Regions from separate parts of the Sus scrofa genome. Here regions 2, 3, 4 and 5 are each linked to region 1. Evidence: chromatin contacts called from public Hi-C, HiChIP or PLAC-seq and promoter capture Hi-C data. All regions are on one chromosome and are shown on one strand. Each heading gives the region's core, a stretch centred on a gene start, on an enhancer-like site or on the middle of the called end of the contact. The rest is flanking DNA. Distances are from core to core; before and after follow the strand shown.

What was found. Promoter capture Hi-C pulls out the DNA fragments that hold promoters and counts their contacts. Hi-C and Micro-C count contacts between places; a contact is called where the count stands out from the background. HiChIP or PLAC-seq counts read pairs in DNA pulled down with a chosen protein or histone mark.
Region 2: a Hi-C map of heart right ventricle shows a contact between it and region 1, with 2.9 times the contacts expected there. The contact joins the promoter of COG8 here to the promoter of NFAT5 in region 1. A contact is called at or near these places in 2 of 47 Hi-C or Micro-C datasets (heart right ventricle and liver).
Region 3: a promoter capture Hi-C map of fetal liver shows a contact between it and region 1, with 3 times the contacts expected there. The contact joins the promoter of WWP2 here to the promoter of NFAT5 in region 1. A contact is called at or near these places in 2 of 5 promoter capture datasets (fetal liver and liver), 1 of 47 Hi-C or Micro-C datasets (fetal skeletal muscle) and 1 of 2 datasets of contacts at active chromatin or transcription factors (alveolar macrophages).
Region 4: an H3K27ac HiChIP or PLAC-seq map of alveolar macrophages shows a contact between it and region 1. The contact joins the promoter of TERF2 here to the promoter of NFAT5 in region 1. A contact is called at or near these places in 2 of 5 promoter capture datasets (fetal liver and liver), 8 of 47 Hi-C or Micro-C datasets (adipocytes, embryonic fibroblasts, fibroblasts and 2 more) and 2 of 2 datasets of contacts at active chromatin or transcription factors (alveolar macrophages and skeletal muscle).
Region 5: a contact with region 1 is called in a promoter capture Hi-C map of fetal liver, with 3 times the contacts expected there. The contact joins the enhancer-like site here to the promoter of NFAT5 in region 1. A contact is called at or near these places in 2 of 5 promoter capture datasets (fetal liver and liver), 11 of 47 Hi-C or Micro-C datasets (adipocytes, embryonic fibroblasts, epiblast stem cells and 4 more) and 1 of 2 datasets of contacts at active chromatin or transcription factors (skeletal muscle).

The regions. Positions count from the first base shown.
Region 1 is chr6:17,433,499-17,436,386 of Sscrofa11.1, forward strand. It overlaps NFAT5 (nuclear factor of activated T-cells 5), which reads right to left and starts at 1,453. Exons shown (of 14, transcript XM_003355770.4): 1 at 1,021-1,453. The coding sequence starts at 1,093. All of the region lies in intron 1 of LOC102159050 (a long non-coding RNA gene), which reads left to right.
Region 2 is chr6:17,644,048-17,646,935 of Sscrofa11.1, forward strand. COG8 (conserved oligomeric Golgi complex subunit 8) reads left to right here and starts at 1,497. Exons shown (of 6, transcript XM_003126905.6): 1 at 1,497-1,992. The coding sequence starts at 1,505. NIP7 (NIP7, nucleolar pre-rRNA processing protein) reads right to left here and starts at 1,357. Exons shown (of 5, transcript NM_001048071.1): 1 at 1,265-1,357; 2 at 1,059-1,145; 3 at 824-962; 4 at 1-27. The coding sequence starts at 1,320.
Region 3 is chr6:17,226,499-17,229,386 of Sscrofa11.1, forward strand. WWP2 (NEDD4-like E3 ubiquitin-protein ligase WWP2) reads right to left here and starts at 1,484. Exons shown (of 24, transcript XM_021093861.1): 1 at 1,341-1,484.
Region 4 is chr6:17,604,269-17,607,156 of Sscrofa11.1, forward strand. It overlaps TERF2 (telomeric repeat-binding factor 2), which reads left to right and starts at 1,480. Exons shown (of 10, transcript XM_003126908.4): 1 at 1,480-1,981; 2 at 2,091-2,186; 3 at 2,854-2,888. The coding sequence starts at 1,603.
Region 5 is chr6:17,579,619-17,582,506 of Sscrofa11.1, forward strand. No RefSeq gene overlaps it. Among named protein-coding and RNA genes, the nearest start is that of CYB5B, 23 kb to the left of the region's middle. Within about 2 kb of position 1,538, at least 18 of the 83 cell types and tissues checked have an H3K27ac peak or open chromatin away from gene starts, as enhancers often do. A contact at or near this core is called in fetal liver, where this site is marked.

The sequences.
Region 1 (2,888 bases), core at 203-2,702:
GTCTTTGGCCCCCTCCCAGTGATTTAAAAAGTGATGAAGAGTGCAGTGGGAGCATTTTGGTTTGCAGGCTCTCGCACAGGGAACCTGTTCTAACACATTCTTGTGGTGTCCAGTATAGGAATTTAACCCCTGAAGAGACCAGCTCCAGTGTTAATATTTTATATCCCGGGAATCCCCTTCAGGTCTTAGCCAAAGAAGTTTGAAAGTGGGGAACTCTGTCCAATGCCCCCTCCCTGCAACGAGCCCTTGAAAGGCAACCAAAGAGAAAATTCTCAAAGGACAGCCTCAGCCGGTACCCCTGGGACTGGAGAGGAATAAAACTAACCCAGAGAGAACACCCCTCTCTTTCTAAAAGAGAGGGAGAAGTAAGTAATTCGAACGCCACAAAGGTGGGAAGAGAGGGGAAAAAAAAAAAAAGAAAATTCGGGTTCTTTCCAGCAATAAGATGACGAGGAAAGAAGGACGCCTGGTCGAGGGGGGCCGTCCCAACAAGAGGAGGGAGTGGACTAGGCCGGAGGGAGAGGGGGTTAGAACGACGGCGCACAAACAACCTGGAGAGGGAGGAAAATGGTGACCCTGCGCCCAGAACCGGCTCCAGGCCACGCCGCCCGTGTGGAGGCAACTTTGCCGGGGAGGATGGTCCCGGTAGCAGGAGCCGCGGCGCTCCGATCGCGGCCGGGGCCCAGTCCGGGGTGATCCGCGAGCCGGGAGGGCCAGGGCCGGCCGCTCGAGAAGTGTGGCAGGGCCCGACCCGCCGAGGGGCGCTCAGCCCCGGGTGCCGCAGAGACCCGGGGGCCGACGGCATTTGGGCCCCGTGCGGCCGGCGGCTCCGCGGGGGAGGGGCCGGCCCTCCTCCCCGGCCCCTTCCAGCAGCAGTCGACCCCATCGGCCTCTCCCCAGCCCCCAAGACAGGCCAGCCCGGCCGGGGTTCGGACGCCGCCCCCGACGGGGACCCCCCCACCCCCGGCTCCCCGGGCCGGGCCTCCCCGCCCCCACGCCCCAGCCCCCAGCCTGACTCACCTCGCGAGTACAGGGACTTGGGCGACTCCAGGTCTAGGTCCGCGCTGAGCAATGAGATGAAGTCCGAGGGCATCGCAGCTCGACCCAGCCCGGCCCGAGGGCAGCGGGAGGGGGGGAGCGGCGGTGGCGGCGGCACCTCCTCTCCGGGACCGCGGGCACCGAACCGGGGGCGGCAGGCGAGGGCGGCTGCCGCTGCCTCCTCCTCGAGGGCAGAGACTTCCAGCGAGCCGAGGGCCGAGGAAAAGGCGGCGAGGTGGAGGGGAAACTCCACGGAGACGAATTCCCGGCGAGCCAGGAGGGGGGTTCAGGGCGGGGAAAGGGAGGAGGAGAGCCAACGGGTCCGTTTCGTTCTTCTCCTCAGCGAAAACTGACGGTCGCCGCCACCGCCGCCGCCGCTGACAGGAATCTGAGCCCCGCCCCCCCGGGGGGCACTGCGCAGGCGCGGAGGGGGGCGCCCCGGAGCAGGGAAGAGCCGAGGCGGCCCCCGGAGGGCGGGGAGGTGCGCCCCAGAACAGCAACAACAAGGGCTTCGCTTCCTGCCGCCTCGGCCAGGGCCGCTGTTCCCGAGCCGGGAAAGGGCCCCGCCGGCAGGGAGGGAGGAAGGCTGGGAGGTGTCCGCTCCTGGGGCCCCGGGGAGGGAAAAGGTATTTGCACCGACCTGGTGGTGGCGAGCCGGCGGCGGCGGGCCCAACGCCGAGCTGAGCGCTGGAGGAGACAGACCTGGGGGGGCCGAGGTGTCTGCGGGAGTAGGGGAAAGACCCCAGAGCCGGGACGCCGGGGGTGGGCTGACTTGGGGGCTCGCAGGGGAATGGAGTTTCGTTGCTTGCACAGCCACCACCCCTTTGGGGTTTTCATAGCAATGTCTGAACTGAGTTGGCCAAACGGCTGTCAAACTCTTAATTAGGAAATGACAGGCTCGAGTTATTCGGGTTTTTTTAATTGAAATCCCTTCTCCTCCTACCTTTGCCCTTCCCCTACTTTCTCCCCACCCCTCCCCTAACCTTTAAAGGCTGAAAGTTAAAAAAATAAAAAACATCTTTCTGATTGTGCTGGGATCGCCGGCTTTATTCGGAGTGGGAGATGAAAGTCGATTTAAAAATTGAATCACATGAATCCACGTGGCTGTTGTAGAGGGGAAAAAAGCAAACCTAAACACCCTTCTGCCAATCAGGTTTTCTTTTTTTACCTTTGGACCAGGCAAGGATGAAGGAAGAACACATTTGAGCTTTTGCTACTCTGTTCTTGGGGCCAAAAGTTTCCGTTGCAAAAACTGAAAATCCTCACCTACACCGCAGACCGTTTCCTGACTCTAATAGACTTCTGAGAAATTTAATAGTTATTAAAATATCAATTGGAGTGCAGGATATACTGACTGGGAAATAACTTTAATCTTGTGTGGAATATTAATGACAGCATCCACTGGGGCCACGTTTTTACGCTCTTTGAGTTGGTTTAGTTTTTGTTACTTTACAAAGATAAAAACCACAAAAATTAGTTTACTGAGTGTATATATATATACACAACACATACAATTTATAGAACCGTTCCCCTGGGAATTTGAGCAGTTCACCTGGACTTGGCATGGTTCAGATGAGGGAGAAGCTCTCAGCAAAGGAGGGCCCAGTGCAAAGCTTTACCTACAGACCTAGAATTTAAACTCGTATTATCAGAGTCTACCTATCTTTCCATCTGAACATCTGATATAGGTTGCCCAATTCTCTTCACTGCATTCTGTGTAGTAAATAACCAACCCTGTGAACATTTTCTTCCTGTCAGAAGTAACAAAGCTTTTCAGAGCCCCCCCAAGATGGCAAAGCAGAACAGGAAGCTACTCAAATCTCCATCACCCCACTGTACACTGTTGTAAC
Region 2 (2,888 bases), core at 247-2,746, 210 kb after region 1:
TGCTCCAGGCTTTATCCACACTTTATACTACAATACAAAGAATTACATCCAAGAGACATAATAAAAATAGTTAGATGCCTGCAGACAAGCTAGCTGCTGAATCTATGGTTAATTTTTTTCTTTCTTTATGAACAAAGTTTTTTTTCTTTTCTTTTTTTTGTCTTCTTAGGGCCACACCCGTAGCATATGGAAGTATCCAGGCTAGGGGCCAAATTGCAGCTGCAGCTGCCTCAGCAACGTCAGATCTGAGCTGCCTCTGCAACCTACACCACAGCTCACCACAAGGTCCAATCCTTAACCCACTGAGCCCAGGGATAGAACGTGCATCCTCATGGATACTGGTCGGGTTCCTTAACCGCTGAGCCACAACAGGAACTCCCCCATGCTGTTTATTTCATCCCTGTACTTCCTTTATCTCATAATACAAATTTCAAGGAAAAGAAAGAAAAAGGCATGCTTCCCTCAAACTGTTCAGAACTGCTAGGAGGTTCCTTCAACTCTACAATCGACCTTTCCCACGGGCAGTTTAACGGCTTTTTCTGGATCCCACTATGCTCCTCACCGCAGCCTCCTATTTACTTTTTCCTCTTGAACTAGATCAGAAAAGGCTTTTCTACTTTGCTGGAGATACTACTCCAATCACTACGCAGCCCCAACCACGCCCAAGCAGCAAGATCTAAGTAGGAACATCTCCAGGTGCTGGCACTGATCCTAGGCACCCTCAGGGACTAACGCAGGTGCCCAATTATCTGCAGTCTGATGTGGCCCTCAGCCTAGACCGCCCCCATCCCTAGAAGCGGGCTGAAAACCACTCCCCACAAACCTTGGCATAAGGTGCTAAGTAATCCAGAGCTGTGATGTGCAACCGAAACTTGTGGGTCTTCGTGAATTTTCCAAAGCACGTTCCCAGCGACATCAGCTTGTCACCAGAGATATTAGCGGCCAATTTTAAGATCTTTTCACTGAAAGGGTAAGGAAGAAGGAGGTGTCAGATAAGGGAGGCTGGTGGGACCCAGGCCTCCACCCGGGTCCATGCTGCCTACCCAGCCCCGCCTCACCTCACATAGTAAACCCGGTCGTTGTGCAGCCTGAAACAGTAGGTGCCGTCGGGCCTGTCAACCAGCAGCTGAAGATTCTCCCCGATGCTGAAAGCAGAAAAGAGGCTGGAGGCTGCGCCCGGACTCGTCCCGGCCCCGCGGCCCCGCTCTACCCACAGCCCTCCCCGCCATGCACGCACTCCCTCATCTGCCCCGGGCGTTCTTACTATTTTGCTATCTTCTCAAACATTACACGCGTCTCCTCTTCAGTCAGAGGCCGCATTTTCCCGCTGGGCTGGAACACCGGATCCTCGTGCCTCAGTCGCCGGAAACGGAAGGCCAGCCTCCCGCCTCTCCTTGGCAACCTCAAATCCGGCCTCTCTAGCTGCCTTCGCGTGGTTCGTCACGCGAGCGCCCCGCGGCCTTGGAGGACCAGCGGGGAATGCAAGCCGGCCGGGTGAGGCGCCATGGAGACCGGAAGTGCGGCGTTGCTTCCGGTCCTGGATTCCGAGCCAGCGCCCTCGCCGAGCGGGAGGCGAAGGGACGCCGCTGCTGAGAAGATGGCGGCGACGGAGACGATCCCTGCTTCAACTGCGGCCTCGGCCACGGCGACGGCCACTGCGGCTGCTCTCGGGGAGGTGGAGGATGAAGGGCTCCTGGCATCGCTGTTCCGGGACCGCTTCCCAGAGGCCCAGTGGCGGGAGCGGCCCGACGTGGGCCGCTACCTCAGGGAGTTGAGCGGCTCGGGGCTGGATCGGCTGCGGCGCGAGCCAGAGCGCCTGGCGGAGGAGCGAGCGCAGCTGCTGCAGCAGACGCGCGACTTGGCCTTCGCCAACTACAAGACCTTCATCCGCGGCGCCGAGTGCACCGAGCGCATACATCGCCTCTTTGGCGACGTGGAGGAGTCGCTCGGCCGCCTGCTCGACCGCTTGCCCAGCTTCCAGCAGAGCTGCAGGTGCGGCGGGCCCAGCGTTTAAGGGGCTTTTAAGAGCTGTGACAGCTAATATTTACGATGAGGGAAATAGCTAACACTTAGATAGCGCTTACCAGGTGCCACGCTCTCATCTGAGCATTTTATTAATCCATTTAAACGTCACAGCAGCCTTCGAGGTAGGTATTATTCCCATTTTGTATATGAGGAAGTCGAGACACAGAGGTTAGTGACTGACACAAGGCACAGCTAGTAAGTCTCGAAGTCAAAATTGGAACCCAGCAGCCTCGTAGGGCTGTCGTGAGCGCTAAGTAGAGAATCCATGCAAAGCACTTATCATTGGATCTGACATAATTAACACTCTACAGTTGTCACCTTCATACATATACACACAACACACAGGTACACACAGTAGCTTGGACCAGGGTCGTTGGCTCCAAAACTTTCATTGATAGGAGAATGCCAAGGAAATCCTCTCATTCGGGGGCAGTAAAAATTATCCAAAAAATCCAAACAAACCGTCCTATCGGAACCATATTCTTTTTTTTTTCCCCTCCCTTTTTAAGGCTGAACCCACAGCATATGGAAGTTCCCAGGCTAGGGGTCGAATTGGAGATAACAGCTGCCAGCCTATGCCACAGCATTGCAAGATCCAAGCTGTATCTGCGACCTACACCACAGATCACGGCATTTCTGGATCCCCAACCCACTGAGTGAGGCCAGGGATCAAACATGTGTCCTCGTGGATACCAGTCGAATTCCTTTCCACTGCTCCACGACAGGATCTCCTCGAGCCATATTCTGCCTCTCTCGAACCTCAATCCACAAATTCTGCTTTCCAACCTCACATGATAAAAGTTTCAAGTTTTCTTTGTCTTTGCACATTTGACCATGGCTTCTGTACTCTTCCAATACCCTAC
Region 3 (2,888 bases), core at 234-2,733, 210 kb before region 1:
CTTTGAGGAATTTGCAGTCTATCAGAAAGAAAGAGAACAGCAGACAAGAAAACACAAAAAAATTGTCAACAAAATCCAGTCTTCTGAGATCTGTTTGTTCACTGTGAAATGAGAATAAACATCTTCCTAATCTAACTCCCAGGGCTGTCACAGAAATCAATTTTTAAATGTTTGTCAAACATTCTAAAAACTTGAACTCAAAACACATTAGCAAGGTACTTTTTTTTTTTTTCCTACTTGTAACCCAAAACAACTCCAGCTCCTGGGACTGTCCAGTTTGAACATTCACTTCTATTACATCACATCCATGAAATGCATTCCACTTTTGCAAATGTTAGTAAACACAAGAAAAAGCGGGTGAACAGCCTTAACACAGGTATTTAATCTCAAAATCATGATCCAGGTCACAGTTCTATGGAACACAACACAGACCTTCCAGTCATGCTAGCTAGTTACAGTTTGTCAAGATAAGCAGTCACATGGCAAAGGAAACTGAATAATTTAAACTCAAGAAAGAAAAAGTCATAAAGCAGGGTAGGTAGATACCGGCCAAGGTTACTGCAGTCGCTGTTAGGTGAGGTAATGCTGGGATTGGACCGTGCTCAACAGTTTAAGCTAAAAGCCATTTTACAGCCAGAGCAAAGTGCCCACGCTCTTTTCTTAAGCCCAGAAGTTGATCTGATCTGTGGAAATTTCAAAGAAACATGATCTGAAAGGCTAGGTTCTCAAGAAGTAGAAACCCTACCCAAGCAGGACTAAGTGGGCGTGACGAAAGCAAAATGATCAAGATTCTCTGATCCCTCCTGAAGTTTAGAAACTGAATGGGACCAAAATCAAAGTCTCGGGTACCAATCATTGCCAAAGAGGAAGGAAGGAAGAGGCGCTCAAGCGCGGTTCAGGCAGCATCTTCCTCCTGATTTTTCCTTCCACGTCGTTCGCCAATTCTCAGGCGACCCATTCTAGCTCAGTCCCAAGTTGCCCCTTCCTCCTGTCCCGATCCCGCCACAAAGGTCACTCCTCTTCATCCCTGGCACCTAAGATGCTTGTCCCTTCCAGGAGGACTTGCTGGCCACCGCACTTATGCGTGCCTTGGCGCCCACCTCGGAGTTGCCCCCGCACCGCCCGCAGCGCGCCCACCCCGCTCGGGCGGGAGCCGGGACACCCCTCCTCGGAGGCCGGAACCGCCGCGCCAGGCCCCTCCCACAGGAAGCCACCGCCCCCCGGCGCCCGGGCCGCGCCGCCCCTGGCCCACCCCGCGCTGCCCGCTGCCCGCTGCCCCAGGCCAGCCCCGCGCCCCCGCCAGCCTGCCCGCCGCGCTGCCCCGCGCCGGCGCTCGCTACCTGACGGGACCACAGAAGCGGAGCCCAACTCCTCTCCCACTTCCGCCTTCGACCGCCCGCACTCGGGCCAGGTCACGTGACCACGCGTGGTCACCTGACCCGGAAGAGGCTGGCCGTACCTGCAGGTGTGGGCAACCTAGGCCAGGCCTGGGAACCTTTAGCCAGAAAGCCTTCTTATCCTTTGTATGTTTAAAAATGGGAGGGTTTTCCCCTCGTCAGATGGTACCCGAGCAATCAAGTAAATTGAGGGCTCGGTGAGTGCCAGGAGCTTCATTTACTCCTCCCATCGAGCCCAGGGGCGTCTCTGTCAGCCCCATTTCACAGGTGAAAGGAGGCTTTCAGTCAATTAAGTCAGCGGTTAATTTACTGACTTAAAATATCCTAGGGTCACCAGATAAAATACAGGGCACCCAGTTAAATATGAACTTAAGATAAAAAATATGTAATATGTAGGTGTGCCCCAAATACTGCCTGGTACATGTTTATACTAAAAAACTATTTGTGGTTGATGCTCATATTTAATTGGGCAAATTGGGTTTTAATTTGCTATACCTGACAACCTTAAGCCTACTATGTGCCAGGCAGGGTTCTAGATTCTAGAAACACACAAAAGTAACTTTTGTGGAGCATCTGTTTTGTTTTGTTTTGTCTTTTTGCCATTTCTTGGCCCGCTTCCACGGCATATGGAGGTTCCCAGGCTAGGGGTCTAATCGGAGCTGTAGCCGCCGGCCTACGCCAGAGCCACAGCAACGCGGGATCCGAGCCGCGTCTGCAACCTACACCACAGCTCAGGGCAACGCCAGATCCTCAATGCCAGATCCTCAGCCGACTGAGCAAGGCCAGGGATCGAACCCACAACCTCCTGGTTCCTAGTCGGATTCATTAACCACTGAGCCACGATGGGAACTCCGGAGCATCTGTTCTTGTGACATAAAGCAAAAGTAAAAAGACTCCAGAACCCTTGCTGGGGTTGGTAAAATGCCCACCACACCAATCGAACCCCTATTTCCTTAATATAAAGAGTCAATAGCACTTTATGAATTAGAAAAAAAAATTAATCAATATACTTTACTGATGGTAGGGAATTCAGTTTTGACAAGTTGAAGGAAGGCTCAATTTTTCACTCTTCATCACCACAAACTAAAATGAAGACTAATCACTTAATTAGCTTTAAGCACTGTGCACTGATTATTCTGTTATTTTTGGGTCTTCCCGTTCAGAGTGATCCTATTATGCATACAAATTAAATTGGTTGAGCACTTAGTCTCTGCTTTTCCTATTTCCACTCCAGATCCATCCAGGAGATGGCCTTTCAAGGAGCTACAGCCTTTCTGAATACCGTAATTCCTATATGAATCCCATCTATAAACCTATTCAAACTTCTTTATTTCTCTCACCTCATCTCCAACTACTCTTCCACTCAGTACCCTGCTTCAGCCACTCTGGCCTGAGGGCCTTTGGACTTGCTTTTCCCTCTTTCTGGAAAGCTCTTTCCCCAGGTAGTCAGTTGGCTCACTCATCTCTTTCAGATATTTACTCAACCACCCC
Region 4 (2,888 bases), core at 230-2,729, 170 kb after region 1:
AGCCCTAAGAATGTCCCTATTTCAGTAAATACAGTTTGCTGGTGGATGTGAAATTAAGTTTCAGTAAATATAATCTGCTGATGGCAGTTTTTCAACATGTATTAAAAGCCTTACTTATGTGCCTACTCAATTCAATCCAACCTCAAGAAATGTGACATGTCCTGAGCTAGGTTCTGGGATGCAAGGTAAACAAGAAGACAAAGTACGTGGCCCCAGAAGTGCTGAGGAAGGATGAAGGAGGGGCAAAGGAGGGAGCACCAAAGGGATTTAACATAACTCAGAAAGTCAAGAAAGGGTGAAATGTCCTTCAAGTGAGGTTTGAAGGACAGGAAGGGTTTCCTTAGGCTGGAATGGACAACATGAAGCTCTGAGCAAACTGAGTAGTAGATGAAAAGGAAGTGATAAAAGTTGTGCATACACATATGAAAAGTGAGCCCAAAATGAGGTTGGCAAATAGGTAACTTCTTCAGACTTTAAAAGTCATGTTAAGGAGTCTGCACTTTGTTCAATAGTAAAAGGGAAGGTTGATGAGTGAATGTCCTGATCTTTGTTCTACTGTGTAATCTATTTTTTTTTTCTTGGCTATGCTTGCAGTATACGGAACTTCTCTGGCCAAGGGTCAAACCAGTGACCTGAGCCACAAGCAGTAGCAATGCCTGATGCTTAACTCTCTGAGCCACCAGGGAAACTCCTCTGTGTATTCTTCGACTCAGTAGTTCTACTTAAAGGAAATTATTCTAAGGAAATAATTATGAATTTGTGCAATGATATAGTTAAAAGGATCTTTCTAACATTTAGATTGTCTAGAATTACAAAATTTTTAAATAGCCTAAACGCCTTACAGTAGTGGTTTATATAAAGGAGGCTTTCATTTCACCCATATATTGGAATGCTATGTAGCTGCTAAAGATACTGTAGAAAAAGTATTTAGTGACATGTAAAGATGTCCACTAGATGCTGAATGCAAAATAAAGGCTCTATAAAATATATATATAACATAATTCTAGTTTTTTTGTGTGTGTATACAAACACACACACAAGGTATACAAAAGACACTGGAAGGCTATAAACCTAAATGTCAGCTTGTTTTTTCATGTGGGGATAAGGCTGACTTAAATGTTAAGCTTTGCATTATTTCTTCCAATTGTTCTACAACAAAATGTGCTATTTTTCTAATTTTAAAAACGTATATGTCTTACATGTCTAGGGGTTTCGTGGTGCCGGCCATATTCTATTTCTTGACCTCGACTGGGTTAACACTGGCCTTTTACTTTAGTAAAATGTAAACTTGTTTAACAAAGTTTCCTCTCTATGTTACATTTCGCGATTTAAAAAATGTTTAATACACACTTCACGCCTTTGTTTTTCAATATTTTATACATAGCCCCGAGTCTCCAGTACAGTGTTACAAAATAGCGGAGGGAAATTGACATTTGACCACAAACCTAGGTTGGTTTAACCCATCTGGCTGCCGTGAACTTCAAGTCCCAGAATGCACTGCGGCCGACACACCGGGAACTACGGAGTCGGAGAGGGGGCCAGGGAGCCCCCGGTCCTTTCCCTCCCAGAAGCCCGCGGGCGCCTCAGAACGGTGTTCGTATCATGGCCGCGGGAGCCGGGACGGCAGGCCCTGCTTCCGGCCCGGGCGTCGTGCGTGACCCGGCGGCGTCACAGTCGGGGAAGCGTCCCGGCAGAGAGGGCGGGGAGGGCGCGCGGCGATCGGACGCGATGGCGGGAGGAGGCGGGAGCAGCGATAGCAGCGGGCGGGCGGCAGGCAGGCGGACGTCCCGCAGCGGCGGGCGGGCTCGGCGGGGGCGCCACGCGCCGCGGCTGGGGGGCGCCGCGGAGCGGGGCGCGGGGGAGGCGCGGCTGGAGGAGGCAGTCAACCGCTGGGTGCTCAAGTTCTACTTCCACGAGGCGCTGCGGGCCTTTCGGGGTAGCCGGTACGAGGACTTCAGGCAGATCCGGGACATCATGCAGGGTGAGGGCCGAGCCGGGAAAGGGAGGCTGGGGGGCTCCTGGGAAGGAGATCTGCGGGGCCCGAGCGTCGGGGCTGGGGGTCGCCGTGCCAACGATGTCTTCTTTCCTAGCTTTGCTTGTCAGGCCCTTGGGGAAGGAGCATACCGTGTCTCGGCTGCTGCGGGTTATGCAGTGTCTGTCGCGCATTGAAGAAGGGGAGAATTTAGGTATGGCTATTTTTATGTTCTTTTCTGGGCTTATTTAGGGTTATGTTGTTTTCAAACTTACATCCGGGACTGAAAGATTCACGATTAAAGTGGGCTGCTATGTTTCGATACAGTGGTCTTTTTCCTTCTAGGATGAGTTTATTCTCTAGTTCTAGTTTTCTACAGTTGGGATTCTCTTGGCTGCTTTTCTCTGTTTTTTTATTTCCTCCCACCTGTTTCTTGCTCGCCCCAACTTTGTTGCTATCTGAAGTGAGTTATGTGAAGATGACCATTTTTCCTCCATAGTGGTGTGTTTTAAAGAACACTTTTTCTCCCCCGGAATTGAACCTCACAGCTGTTTAGCAAAACGGCCTTCAGTTTCTGGCCATTTGTATCTGAGGAAGATGTGAGTATGCTGAAATTTAGATGCAGATGAATGTGTTAAAAAATAAATTTTTTTACCTGTCTTGAAAATTACTGAAAATCACTTGAAATTCATTAATTTGAATCTGGACCGTTAACATGTTTGTAAGTCTGCAGCCAGTATACCAGCAAATTAAATGCAAATCTTAACTATATTTGCATGTTTCTTTTTGATATATATATATATGTATATATATATATATTTGGACATAATTCTTCTGCTCCTTAGAAAATAGGTTAGTGAAAACTGTGCTCTTTGTCCTAGACTGTTCCTTTGATATGGAGGCTGAGCTCACACCA
Region 5 (2,888 bases), core at 288-2,787, 150 kb after region 1:
CCGCTTCTGCGGCATATGGAGGTTCCCAGGCTAGGGGTTAAATTGGAGCTGTAGCCGCCGCCTACACCAGAGCCACAGCAACTCGGGATTCGAGACGCGTCTGCGACCTACACCACAGCTCATGGCAACAATGGATCCTTAACCCACTGAGCAAGGCCAGGGATCAAACCTGCAAACTCATGGTTCCTAGTCGTATTCATTAACCGCTGAGCCACGACGGGAATTCCTAAATTTGCCCTTTTTTTTTTTGGCTCAAGCTAGTATCATGTAGGTTTCTGTTCCTTGCACACACATAGAACTTGGCCTGCACTTATCAGGGGTGCTTAGACTGTGAAGCCCAAACATTCACTGGACATTCCGAGCCCCCTCTGTTAGTGGTGGCCTTTATAAATCTGACAATTGACCAAATGTTCTAAAAGATTCAGCTAGATTTGATGACTGCATTTGGGGCAGTGATACTTGCTTCTTCAAGTCGATACTATTTCTGCTTGCCAGCAACTCGGAAACCATACTAAAAGTACAGGTTTGGAGGGCCCATAGCTTGAGAGAAAACAAGTAACATGGATGGGTTGGAATGTAGAAACTGCTAGGAGAAAGTGACTGATCTTCTCTTCTTTTCTATGTCATGGATGAGAGTTGGAGGTGGAAAGAGAAAGAGAATCCTACTGAAACCAAAGAGGATGTGTGGGCATGTTAACCTGCAAAATGGCATTAGGAGATAGATGCAGAGTGGTGTAGAAAAGCTATGGGAAAATAACAACTAACATGTTATTAAGCATTTACTCTGGGCTAGACATCACACTGAACACTTGACAGGCATTTGAACAATTTTAGGTGGTGGGTACTATTGTTACTCCTATTCTACACAGGCTAAAACTGAGACCGAGGAGGGTTAGGCACCCGTGAGAGGGGTGAGAGGGTTCTACTGCTCCTGGAGCCAGGACTCCACATCAGGGCTGTCTGAATCCCACACATCTAACCACCAGGTCCTCCTCTCTAGCTGAAGACCCGCGTTAGAACCTAGCTTCTGTCACTTGCTCCTTAAGTGACCTTGGGCAAATCAGCTTCTTTGAGCTTATTTCCTCACCTGGAAAACTCAGATATCATACCAGGTAATTTTTTTCTCTCTTAAAACTCTTTCAACTCAAAATTTTTTTTTAAAAAATCAAAAGTTTCAAAAACTTAAGAAAAAAACCCCAACTCCCCAGTCTAGGATTTGTATTCTTGGCCTGAGCTTTTCCCCTCAAGACCGTATAGATTGGCTTTCCCATGGGTTTAGAATCAAAGGGTCCTTCGGGTTATGTGTTCCTTTGAAATGGATTCAAAGGCACGTGTTTTCATAGTGGAGGGGAAACTAGAAAGCCTTCATCCTTGTTGAGTGAATCAGCATCCTGGGAGCACAGGTGACAGGTCCTGACCCATCCCTTCGCAGTCTGATAAACCACAGGTCAGAGCTCTGAACTCAACCCACTTTTCCTTCTTCCTGTCTGCCTTGTGGGTTTTCTGATAAGGTGCCCTTAGTCAGCTGTGACAGTGTTTTCTCCCTCTGCAAACACAGTCTCCAGGGCGTGCACTCTGCCTGCGAGCTCCCCAGCTGCTTCCAGCTCTCCCTCTGCCCACAGCCCTTTAATTGCTGCATTCCAACAAATTAGCCATGTGACAGAAGATTATTTTTAACTTCAATAGAGCAGCTCCCTCTCTTTTAATATATCATGCTTGGCCCACATTCCCTCGGTGAAAAGGGCACCATCGGCTACTTCTGAGAACTTTTAATTACTCCAATTGTTTGCAAAACTCTTAGAAGCTTGAAAAAAAAAATAACATTTCTTTCTCCTAGTGCAGTTTTCCCATCTGCCATTTAATGAAAGCTGAGGCTGAGTTCAACCCAGGGATTTACCAGTTTTAATGGGTCTCCCCTCAAACCCCTCCAGCTGCTCCCACTCTCCACAGCATAGTTTTTTTTTGGGGGGGGGTTGTTTTTGTTTTGTTTTTTTTTTTTTGCTTTTTGGGCCGAACCCACAGCATATGGAAGATAGGGGTCTAATTGAAGCTGTACCAACTGGCCTACACCAGAGCCACAGCAACGTCAGAACCGAGCCGCATCTGCAACCTACACCACAGCTCATGGCAACGCCAGATCCTTAACCCACTGAGCAGCAAGGCCAAGGATAGAACCCACAACCTCATGGTTAGCAGTTGGACTCGCTTCTGCTGAGCCACGATGGGAACTCCCTCCATGGCATAGTTTTTTTAAAGTGCAAACCCACTGGGGGGATGAAGGGAGGGCAAGTTCCAGAGTAACAGGGACTCCCGCCTCAGTCCCACACGGAGCCCCAGAAGGTGGCAGGATGGGAAGGCTGGTGGCCTTAGGAAGACTGAGCACTAAGTACCTCCTAAGTCTTGGGACCCTCCAAGAGGATCCCGATGATTGAGTTTGACACTGAACCTAAGCCTTTCACCTTTGAGTAAACCACACAGAACAGTAAGCATCTCAGTACCGCCACGTGGACCAAAGGCCCCTCTTCAATATTTCTGAATTTCCTAAACCCCAAATACTTCTGTAATCTCACAAGGCTAAGCGTGCAGTGTGGCCAAAAATGAGTGAGACTGCATCAGCCATCATTATCTAGAAAGGTAGAGATAAAGTTACTTTTAACTTTGAGTCTCCCCAAAATTATGAAATGCGCAATTTCCTATACCTGAGTTTTTTTGTTTTGTTTTGTTTGCTCTTTCGGGCTGCACCCTCAGCACATGGAGGTTTCCAGACTAGGGGTTGAATCAGGGCTGCAGCTGCCAGCCTACACCACAGCCACTGCAACGTGGGATCGAGCCATGTCTGTGGACTACACCAGAGCTCACAGCAATGCTGGATACTTAACCTACTAAGC